3 separate regions of the Mus musculus genome follow, and all the other regions are linked to region 2. The links are chromatin contacts, called in public Hi-C maps. All regions are on one chromosome and are shown on one strand. Each heading gives the region's core, a stretch centred on a gene start, on an enhancer-like site or on the middle of the called end of the contact. The rest is flanking DNA. Distances are from core to core; before and after follow the strand shown. Region 1 overlaps 4930402H24Rik (RIKEN cDNA 4930402H24 gene). Region 2 overlaps Atrn (attractin). Region 3 overlaps 4930402H24Rik (RIKEN cDNA 4930402H24 gene).

Evidence for each region. A called contact is a pair of places that touch in the nucleus more often than the background predicts.
Region 1: a contact with region 2 is called in a Hi-C map of bone marrow-derived macrophages, with 32 read pairs. The contact joins two enhancer-like sites. A contact is called at or near these places in 2 of 15 datasets of contacts at CTCF or cohesin (the NIH/3T3 cell line and pro-B cells), 5 of 484 Hi-C or Micro-C datasets (Th1 cells, bone marrow-derived macrophages, embryonic stem cells and 2 more) and 2 of 9 other capture datasets (adipose tissue and pancreatic islet).
Region 3: a Hi-C map of bone marrow-derived macrophages shows a contact between it and region 2, with 28 read pairs. The contact joins two enhancer-like sites. A contact is called at or near these places in 2 of 484 Hi-C or Micro-C datasets (bone marrow-derived macrophages and nephron progenitors), 2 of 115 datasets of contacts at active chromatin or transcription factors (embryonic stem cells and microglia) and 2 of 9 other capture datasets (adipose tissue and pancreatic islet).

What each region holds. Positions count from the first base shown.
Region 1 is chr2:130,784,032-130,786,881 of GRCm38.p6, forward strand. It overlaps 4930402H24Rik (RIKEN cDNA 4930402H24 gene), which reads right to left. Exons shown (of 37, transcript NM_029432.2): 11 at 1,428-1,509; 12 at 393-429. Among named protein-coding and RNA genes, the nearest start is that of 4930402H24Rik, 55 kb to the right of the region's middle. Within about 2 kb of position 1,515, at least 12 of the 459 cell types and tissues checked have an H3K27ac peak or open chromatin away from gene starts, as enhancers often do. A contact at or near this core is called in bone marrow-derived macrophages, where this site is marked.
Region 2 is chr2:130,949,222-130,951,921 of GRCm38.p6, forward strand. All of the region lies in intron 6 of Atrn (attractin), which reads left to right. Among named protein-coding and RNA genes, the nearest start is that of Atrn, 44 kb to the left of the region's middle. Within about 2 kb of position 1,315, at least 17 of the 459 cell types and tissues checked have an H3K27ac peak or open chromatin away from gene starts, as enhancers often do. A contact at or near this core is called in bone marrow-derived macrophages, where this site is marked.
Region 3 is chr2:130,729,614-130,732,412 of GRCm38.p6, forward strand. 4930402H24Rik (RIKEN cDNA 4930402H24 gene) reads right to left here. Exons shown (of 37, transcript NM_029432.2): 28 at 1,176-1,301. Among named protein-coding and RNA genes, the nearest start is that of Slc4a11, 33 kb to the left of the region's middle. Within about 2 kb of position 1,373, at least 34 of the 459 cell types and tissues checked have an H3K27ac peak or open chromatin away from gene starts, as enhancers often do. A contact at or near this core is called in bone marrow-derived macrophages, where this site is marked.

The sequences.
Region 1 (2,850 bases), core at 265-2,764, 160 kb before region 2:
ACAAGTCTGAATGTCAAGTCCAGAAAGAACTCTGCAGACCACATGAGATATCAGACTTCCCCCAAGGAATCGCAGAAGGTTTTGGTTTTCGAAAAATCCTCAATTAAGTATTTTTTACTGTGTATAATATGCAGGAAGGGAAGTTATGTCATACAAATGTATGAGCATACACACAGGGAGATCAGGAAGCATTCCAGAGGGAGGAGCAGATGGCAAAGCGGCCAAGCCCTCTGGACAAGGCTCCAGACTGAGCCGTTCTGGGACTGGCTGAGCCATAGACAGACAGCAGTGTCCGTCTGTCCCCAGCAGTGTGGACCCCAAGGGGAAGCAGGAGGGCCTCAGAGAGAAACTCAACTCTGAGAAGAGGAAACCTATCTGGCTTAAGGACTTACATTTGCTCCGTGGTCCTGGGCAGCTTCTCGTTGTCACCTGGAAAGGGAAATGTTCCAGGTTAAATTAAATACTACACACGCACAGACGGCAAGCGGTACTTGCCTTTTCCCAGAATTTTCTCAGACTTTCATTTACCCCCTGACTCTTTTTCAATTCATTTCACAGAATCTTAGGCTCTTGAATGTTTTTACACACACACACACACACACACACACACACACACACACACACACACACACTTAAATTAATGTTGTTTAAGTTGTTTTTAAATTTTCTTTTTTTCTTTTTTCTTTTTTTTTGGTTTTTTGAGACAGGGTTTCTCTGTATAGCCCTGGCTGTCCTGGAACTCACTCTGTAGACCAGGCTGGCCTCGAACTCAGAAATCTGCCTGCCTCTGCCTCCTGAGTGCTGGGATTAAAGGCGTGTGCCACCACTGCCTGGCTATTTTTAATTTTTTTAATTATCTGATCTAAGTAATCTTTCTTTCCAGAACTTCCTGGCTTCTATATGAATGGCCTCTGAATCCTGACCTCTGGGAAGCAATGCTGAGAGCCACACTCAATTTAAAAGTTTCTCCCCCATGTCTCTTTGGATACCCGAAGCTTCAGAGTACCCCAGCAAGTAGTGTTCCCCTACTTGGCCTAGCCTTCCTGAAGTTCACTGTTGCAAGTCCTCAGCCTTGGGTGTCCTATCACAGCCTACTTCCTCTTTTCACAGAGCAGCTAGGCAGGAGTTCAGTCATGTGATCCGACTGGAGCTCACATCCCGGCTATCCCAAACTGTCTCATTAATCTTGGCCCTTCTTCTGACACAGCACAGGGGATAAACACAGCTAAACTTTAAACTATAGGTTGAATTGAAATGAATTCTGTGAGGAATGAGTTAAACAAATTGATTCTATAGTTGCAATCAGGGAAAGATAAATGCCTACAAGATGGAATTTTGCATAAAATAGTAAATTGTATAATAATGTCTCTTTCATAGGAAAAACCATTAGGTAATAGCTGGTAAGATAACTATTCATAGAGACTTACCCAAATAAGGAACATGAGTAGCTCCAAAAAAGTATGTTCTTGAACAGGCCAGAGGTCCCTTTGGTGAGACACACTGAGCGACCTGAACGTTGTGGGGAGAAGAAAGAAAGATGAGTGCACTAGGAGCTGGTGAGCTGGCTCACAGGCCTGGCCATCTAAACTCAGTCCCCAGAAACCATGGAAAGATGCAAGGAGGAAACAGACTTCACCAGATTGTCCTCAGACCTCCACTCATCTGCCATGGCACACACACACCCTGCTTCATGAACATTTGCACAATAATCAGACTCTTAAAACGGAGCACACGTAGACAAGTGATGCTGAAGACATGAAAGCAAACAGTTAATGCAACGACGTTTACTTAACTGAACCTGATTTACTTATTTTCTTTTTTCTTCCAGACAGGGTTTCTCTGTGTAGCCCTGGCTGTCCTGGAACGCACTCTGTAGACCAGGCTGTCCTGGAACTCAGAAATCTGCCTCCTGGGATTAAAGGTGTGTGTCACCACTGCCCAGTCTAATTTATTTTTATAGACAAAGATGACTTAATTTGATTTAAACAATAGTATTTATTTGTTTAAATTTAAATATTTGTTTTTAATTTTGATTTTATTTGTGTGAGGGGTGCAAACAGGTTACTATAGTGTACATGTGGAACTAAGAAAACAACTTTTGGGGAGTTGGTTCTCTCCTACTACATGATTTGGGGAGGGGTTCTAGCTAACTTTAACTGTCAATATGACAAAGTCTAAAACACCTGATAAGAGAGTCTCAATTGAAGGATTACCCAGATCAGGCTGTTGGTGGGCATTGTCTATATATAGGGGAACTGTCCTAATGAATAGATGGAAGAGACCTATCCCACTGTGGGCAGTGGCCTTAGGCTGTACAAGGAAGCTAGCTAAGCAGGCAAGGGAAGTAGCTCTTCCACAGTCTACAGTTCAATTGCCAGCTTGAGTTCCCATCCCAGCTTCCCTGAGTGATGGACTGTGATCTCAAAGTATAAGCCAAATAAATCCTTTCCCTCACTAAGTTGCTTCGGTCAGTGTTTTATCACAACATCTTATCCTGCAAATAACAATAACAAAACAAATTCTATTTTAAGAAGTTTAAAATATGAGTCTTATCTGATTCTGAAGGTTATATTACCACCACCACTCCACTCCTGTCAGACAAGAGTGTTGCTATGTTGCTCAAGCTAGTCTTGAACTTGCAACTTTCTTGTCCCAACTCCCAAGTGAGATTACAGACATCGGCCATAGTCCTAAAGTTTTAGAAATAACACATTTGTCTTTTCACACAATACCTTTCCCTCAACTTTTGGTATGCCTTGTAACTTTCTGTCGAAGCTAGACACAGTAACTCTAGTAACAAGGCCTGAAAAAAAGCAAGCCTTTAGTGTAAAACTTGATGTTAATCTGACT
Region 2 (2,700 bases), core at 65-2,564:
ATCCTGTGTGTTTGTGTGCCATAGTGCCTGTGTGGTCAGAAAAAGACTTGGAATGCTGTGCTGTGCTCCCACCCTGTAGGTGAGATCACTTGGGTTACCCAGGTCATCAGGCTGGCAGCAAAGCACTCTTCCTCTGTGAGCTTTCTTGCTGACCTAAGAAAAAATTGAAATACTAACTATGATTAACACACCTTGAACACTGTGTGTAAACAACCAAGAGAAAAAAAGCAGCAGCAAGAAAACAGTATGGCTCAGTACTCCTGAGCACAGTAAACAGTGTGAGGCAGGGTGTCCTGAGACTTTTCTTTTTGCCTATGTATGTTAAATTTACTGCTGAGCACATTTGCAACTTAGTAATACTGATAGGTACAAGAAAGAAAAAAAAATACCCTAAGGAAAAGACGTAGGATGTAGCCCAGAGGTGGGGTTCTCGCCTCCATGTGCAGGGCCTCTAATTATATGTAGCATCTCAAAAGAATAAAAAAAAAATTTAAAGCAAGATCTTCCAGAAAATCTTGTGCTCTCTTTAGTCCAAGGATTTAGAAAGACAAAACTTTCAATAGTAATGTCTCTATGCCAGCCAGATGCCACAGAAATCTAGCCCTGGCCTGATCTGTGCCAGTAAAGCTAAGTGGGGAGCCTGGATGTCCTTCCTTACCAGGATACAGTAAGATGCCCCAACGACTAGGGTTAGCACCAGAGACACCAAGTAGTCATAGGGCTTTCAGGTTCACCAGTTGGAAATACAGCTTCTGCCCAGACAGTGCCAGTAGAGGCCATGTGAGGACATTGACCTCTGCTGTCAGCAACAGTAATGGCAGTAATAAGTTGACCTTCTCCATCCTATGGGAGGGGTCTAAGAAGGCATAAAATCAAAGAGGATCTAGAGTCTCACAGCATGATATACAAAATCTGCCCAGCCAAGAGCTAATATGATCTCGTTTTGAATGAGAAATCAAAGAGACATTGACATTAGGGTGACACACATTAGAATTATCTGACAAGGAATGTAGTGCTAAGGATGAAGTCTGGTGCTTCCCATACGCTGAGCATGCCTTCTACCAACTGAACGACAGCCTCAGCAGTGGGCTGGTGCTGCAGTCTGGAGTATGTCGAGGTGTGTGAGATACAATGTCTGTGATTAACTGTGTCAGCATTAAAAATGGAATTTTAAGGTGGCCTACCTAAAACACTACAATGAGCAGCTACACACATATAAAACAAATGAAAGAATAGAAAGTCTCACCAAAACAAATACAAGACATAACAGGATACCAGAGGCCAGGTTAAGGCACTTGTCCAGCTGGGCCTGGTGACCCACTTGGGTGGAAGAAGGAACCAGTTCCTGGCAGTTGCCTTCTGATTATCTTTGTGCCTTGGCAAATACATGGCCTTGCCCAAATAAATAAATGTAATAATAATTATTAGAAAGAATCTTAAGTGGAGGGCCTGGAAGATGGCTGAGAGGCTAAGAGCATTTTCTCCTGCTCACAGCCAGCTGGGACTTCTGTTCTAGAGGATGTAGATGCCCTCTTGTGGCCTCTGCTGGCACTGCATGCGCATGGTACACAGATAGGAAGGCAAGCAAAACACTCAGACACATAAGATAAAAATAAATAAATCTAAAAAGAGAATATCAGATGGAGTTGTAAAATTGAAAAATGCAGCAATGGAAACAGAAATCCCAGTGGGTGGATTAGCATTGGCAGGACAGAGGCAAGAAAGAGCCAGCGAGCCTCCAGACAGACCATTAGAAATTCCACAGTCAGAACAATAGGGAGAACAGTAAATCTTACATTAAAAGAAGGCCAGGGCCTGGTAGCAAAAGGTTTTAATTTAAGCACTTGAGAGGGAGAGGAGGCAAATCTCTCTGATTGGGGGTTGGGGTTAATGGTGAATGCCATGACACCCTGCTCAGAGTTAGCCTTCTCCCCTAAAAAAATTTTAAATTCATTTTCAATGCTGACACAGTTAATCATAGACATTGTATCTCAGACACCTCAACATACTCCAGACTGCAGCACCAGCCCACTGCTGAGGCTGTCGTTCAGTTGGTAGAAGGCATGCTCAGCATTCGCGAAGCACCAGACTTCATCCTTAGCACTACATAAAACTGGGTGTGGTCATGCACACTTATAACTTCAGCACCATGGAGGCAGAGGCAGGATGATGAGAACTTGAGGATCATTCTCAGTTACATAGGGAGTTTGAGGTTAAGCAGGGGTACAGGAGGCCTGTCTCAAACAAACAGACAAACAGACAAACAAACAAACTTCAAAAAACTCTTGAAGTACTAGGCCTAGTACGTGCTGAGATTGTAGGTATATGTCATCATGCCTGTTGTAGAATGAGTGAGAGCGGACTCCATAGGCTTATAGATTTGAATCTTGGTGTCTGTCTATGTCATGTCATCCCTGCACAAAAGCCCACACTAGGCCCACACATTCTCTCTGTCTGCTGCATGTGGGTTAGATGTGAGCTCTCAGCTGCTGCTCCAGTGCCATGCCTGCCTGCTGCCAGGCTCCAGCCATGACGGTCAGGGACTAACTCTCTGAAACTGTAACCAAGTTCCCAATGAAATGCTTTCTTTCATAAGTTGCCTTGGTCATGGTGTCTCTTCACAGCAATAGCACAGTAACTAAGATACCTGGCTCCTCCCCTCCCCACCCCACCATTATTTACCATAAAGTAAACAATACA
Region 3 (2,799 bases), core at 123-2,622, 220 kb before region 2:
GAGAGCTCACATGTTGATCCAAAAGCAGGAGGCAGGGGGTCGAGAGAGCACTCATAGCAGTCTTTTGGAACCTCAAAGTCAGTGACACACCCCCTCCAGCAAAGCCACACCTCCTAATCCTTCCCAAATAGTTCCATCAACTGGGGACCAGGCATACAAAAAGATGTGTCTATGGGTGGCATTCTAATTCAATCCACCACATATGCATGCATGATTTCTTAAAAAATGGAATGAAATTTCTCATATCTTATTCTTGTCCTTCCAATTAATATGGTGGCTTTCTTTTATTTTTTCCTTCAGTTTTTTTGAGACAGAGTTCTTTGTGTAGCTCTGGCTGTTCTGGAACTAGCTCTGTAGACCAGGCTGGCCTCAAACTCACAGAGACCTGCCTGCCTCTGTCTCTCAAGTGCTGGGATTAAAGGTGTGGGCCACTGTGTCAGTGGCTTCCTTCTTCATCCAACCAGAAGACACTGATGTTTCTTTTTTTTGTTGTTGTTTGAGAAAGGGTTTCTTGTCCCTAGACTGGCTTCTGTATTTAAGTAACTACATACTTATCCCCATTCATGTCTTATTAAACTATGTCTGTGGTACACTCATATGCAGACACACTCATTTATTGTCTGCTTGTTTGTTTTGCGCTTTTGAGCCAGGATCTCACACTCTGGTGGAGCCCAGGTTGGCCCTGAGCACCTACTTAGTCAGTATTTCTTTCTTTGAGACAGAGTCTCATTATAGCCTAAGTTGGCTTCTAACTAGTGATCCTCCCATCTCTGCCTCCTGAGTTCTGGGATTATAGACCTTTAACCACCCCATTTAGCTTTTCTCACATTATGTATTTTCCTCCCTCCCTCCCTCATTCGCTTCCTCCTTCCCTCTTTCTGTCCCTTCTTTCCTTATTTGCATTGCTTGGGACTGAACCCAAGATCCATTACACACACTTGGCAAAATCCACTTCCATAGATCCTTCATGAATACTAACTATGCACTAAGCACTGAAAAGACATGGCTCCTGTTCTCATGGGGATGAATAAAGCCTGTCTTCCATAATCTCATTCAATATGTGGTTCCACAAGCCAAACATGCGAAAAGACCTGTCTCATTCCGGAAGGGAGGGAAACTTGCTACAGTTTACTTCAGTACCACATCATGGGATGGAGACGATCCTAAGTGTCTACCTGTGCTCCATGTAGCAGCTCAAGGGCTCCACACACACCGTGACGGCACCAATGGTGAAGTAGGACCTGACGTTTGGGTCTGGGTGAGTCTGCAGGGCTTGCACAACATCAATGACGTCTGTGTAGCTAAGGAAGAAAGCACACACACACAGTTAGCTTCCTAGTTGGGGCTACAGAATAGGGAAGAGGGGAGCACCGAGCGCTGAGTGAGGGCTGAAGAGAGACCCAAAGCAGAAGGGAGACTCATAGAGTCCCTTGTGTTACCCCATTTTGTGGTTAGAGCCCTAGAATCCACAGTGTGTTTCTGCATTCCCAAGTTCTTTCCGTTCCCCTCAGAGGAAGAGTTGGGTCCGAGAGCCAACCTACTCTGGAGATAAGAACCTAGTGACTGGGCTCTGAAGGCAGGACAGGGTTTTCTAGTGTAACCCAGGAGCTCTGCCAGATTCTGTTTTCTTTAGTTCTTTCCCCTTCTCCTCCCATTTCACAAGGTCATCAGATCCGTCAAATACCATTTCTATTCCATCTTCTGCCTGGAACTCCCTCCAATCTTGATTTACAGAACCAGTTTGATGTCTTCACTTAGGAGTGAATATGTTTGTAATCCAAACCCTCAAGCCGGTTCCTCCCAAGTTCCTGTTATTCTAAGCCCAGGGGACTTTTACACTTTCAGATGCTGGGCCAAAAGATCTGGGTCCTCTTTGATTCCATTTTCTCTTAGTCTTCAGCATAAACCTGAAAGAGATTACTGCTCACACTCCCACTGGGTCCAGACTGCTACTGTCCTTTACCTAGGACACCCCAATGGTCTCCCAGCTGCGCCCCCTTTTGTCCTGCCCCAGTGCAAACTGTTCTCAACAGGGAGGCTAGAGGGCTATGCTAAGCCCTCTGAGCGATCCAGTTACTGCTCTGCTCAAACCCTCTTGTGGTTTCCATCTCAGAGCAGAAGCTGAGGCCCTTACAGTGGGCCAGGCAGCCCTGCACCCTCTGACCTCTCAAGTGCAAGGGAGAGTTTCGTGATCCCAGCCTGTCCCCTGGTCTCAGCACCTGGCCTTCTGGATTCTCTCTGAATATGCCAGCCATACTTCTACTCTGTCCCCTCGGGTGGGAATGCTCTTTTCTTCTGGCAAACACCTGGCTGGCTTCCTTCTGGTTTCTGGTCACGTGTCAATTTGTTGGGGGTCTATGGTGCTGGGGATCAAACTCAGAGTGTTGCACGTGCCAGCTGAGTGCCCCACCTCTGGGCTCCATTGAGTGGCATTTTTATGGAGACGTTTTGTGCCTTTATAGACACTGCAGTCATGGTGATGCTCCGTGTACCCTGTATCTCCCTCCCACAGGTTTCTCTGAATGCACTGACTGTCAGCCACAGCCTCTCCTTGCTGATTTGTCTTCTTCCTGTGCTTCTTTGGCCCCATCATTCCTCATTTAGTTCTCTGCAATAAGGTGTTTGTTCAGTGTTACAGTCTCTGAAGCCTAAAGCAATACAGATCAATAAACTGGACATTCAACCTCCAGCGGACCTTGGGGCTGCTCTCATCCCACAGAGGACAGCACTGTCCCACAGGACTATTATCAAAAGGTCTGAGTCCATGGAGAGACATCAGACCTGAGGGCAGTCTGGCAG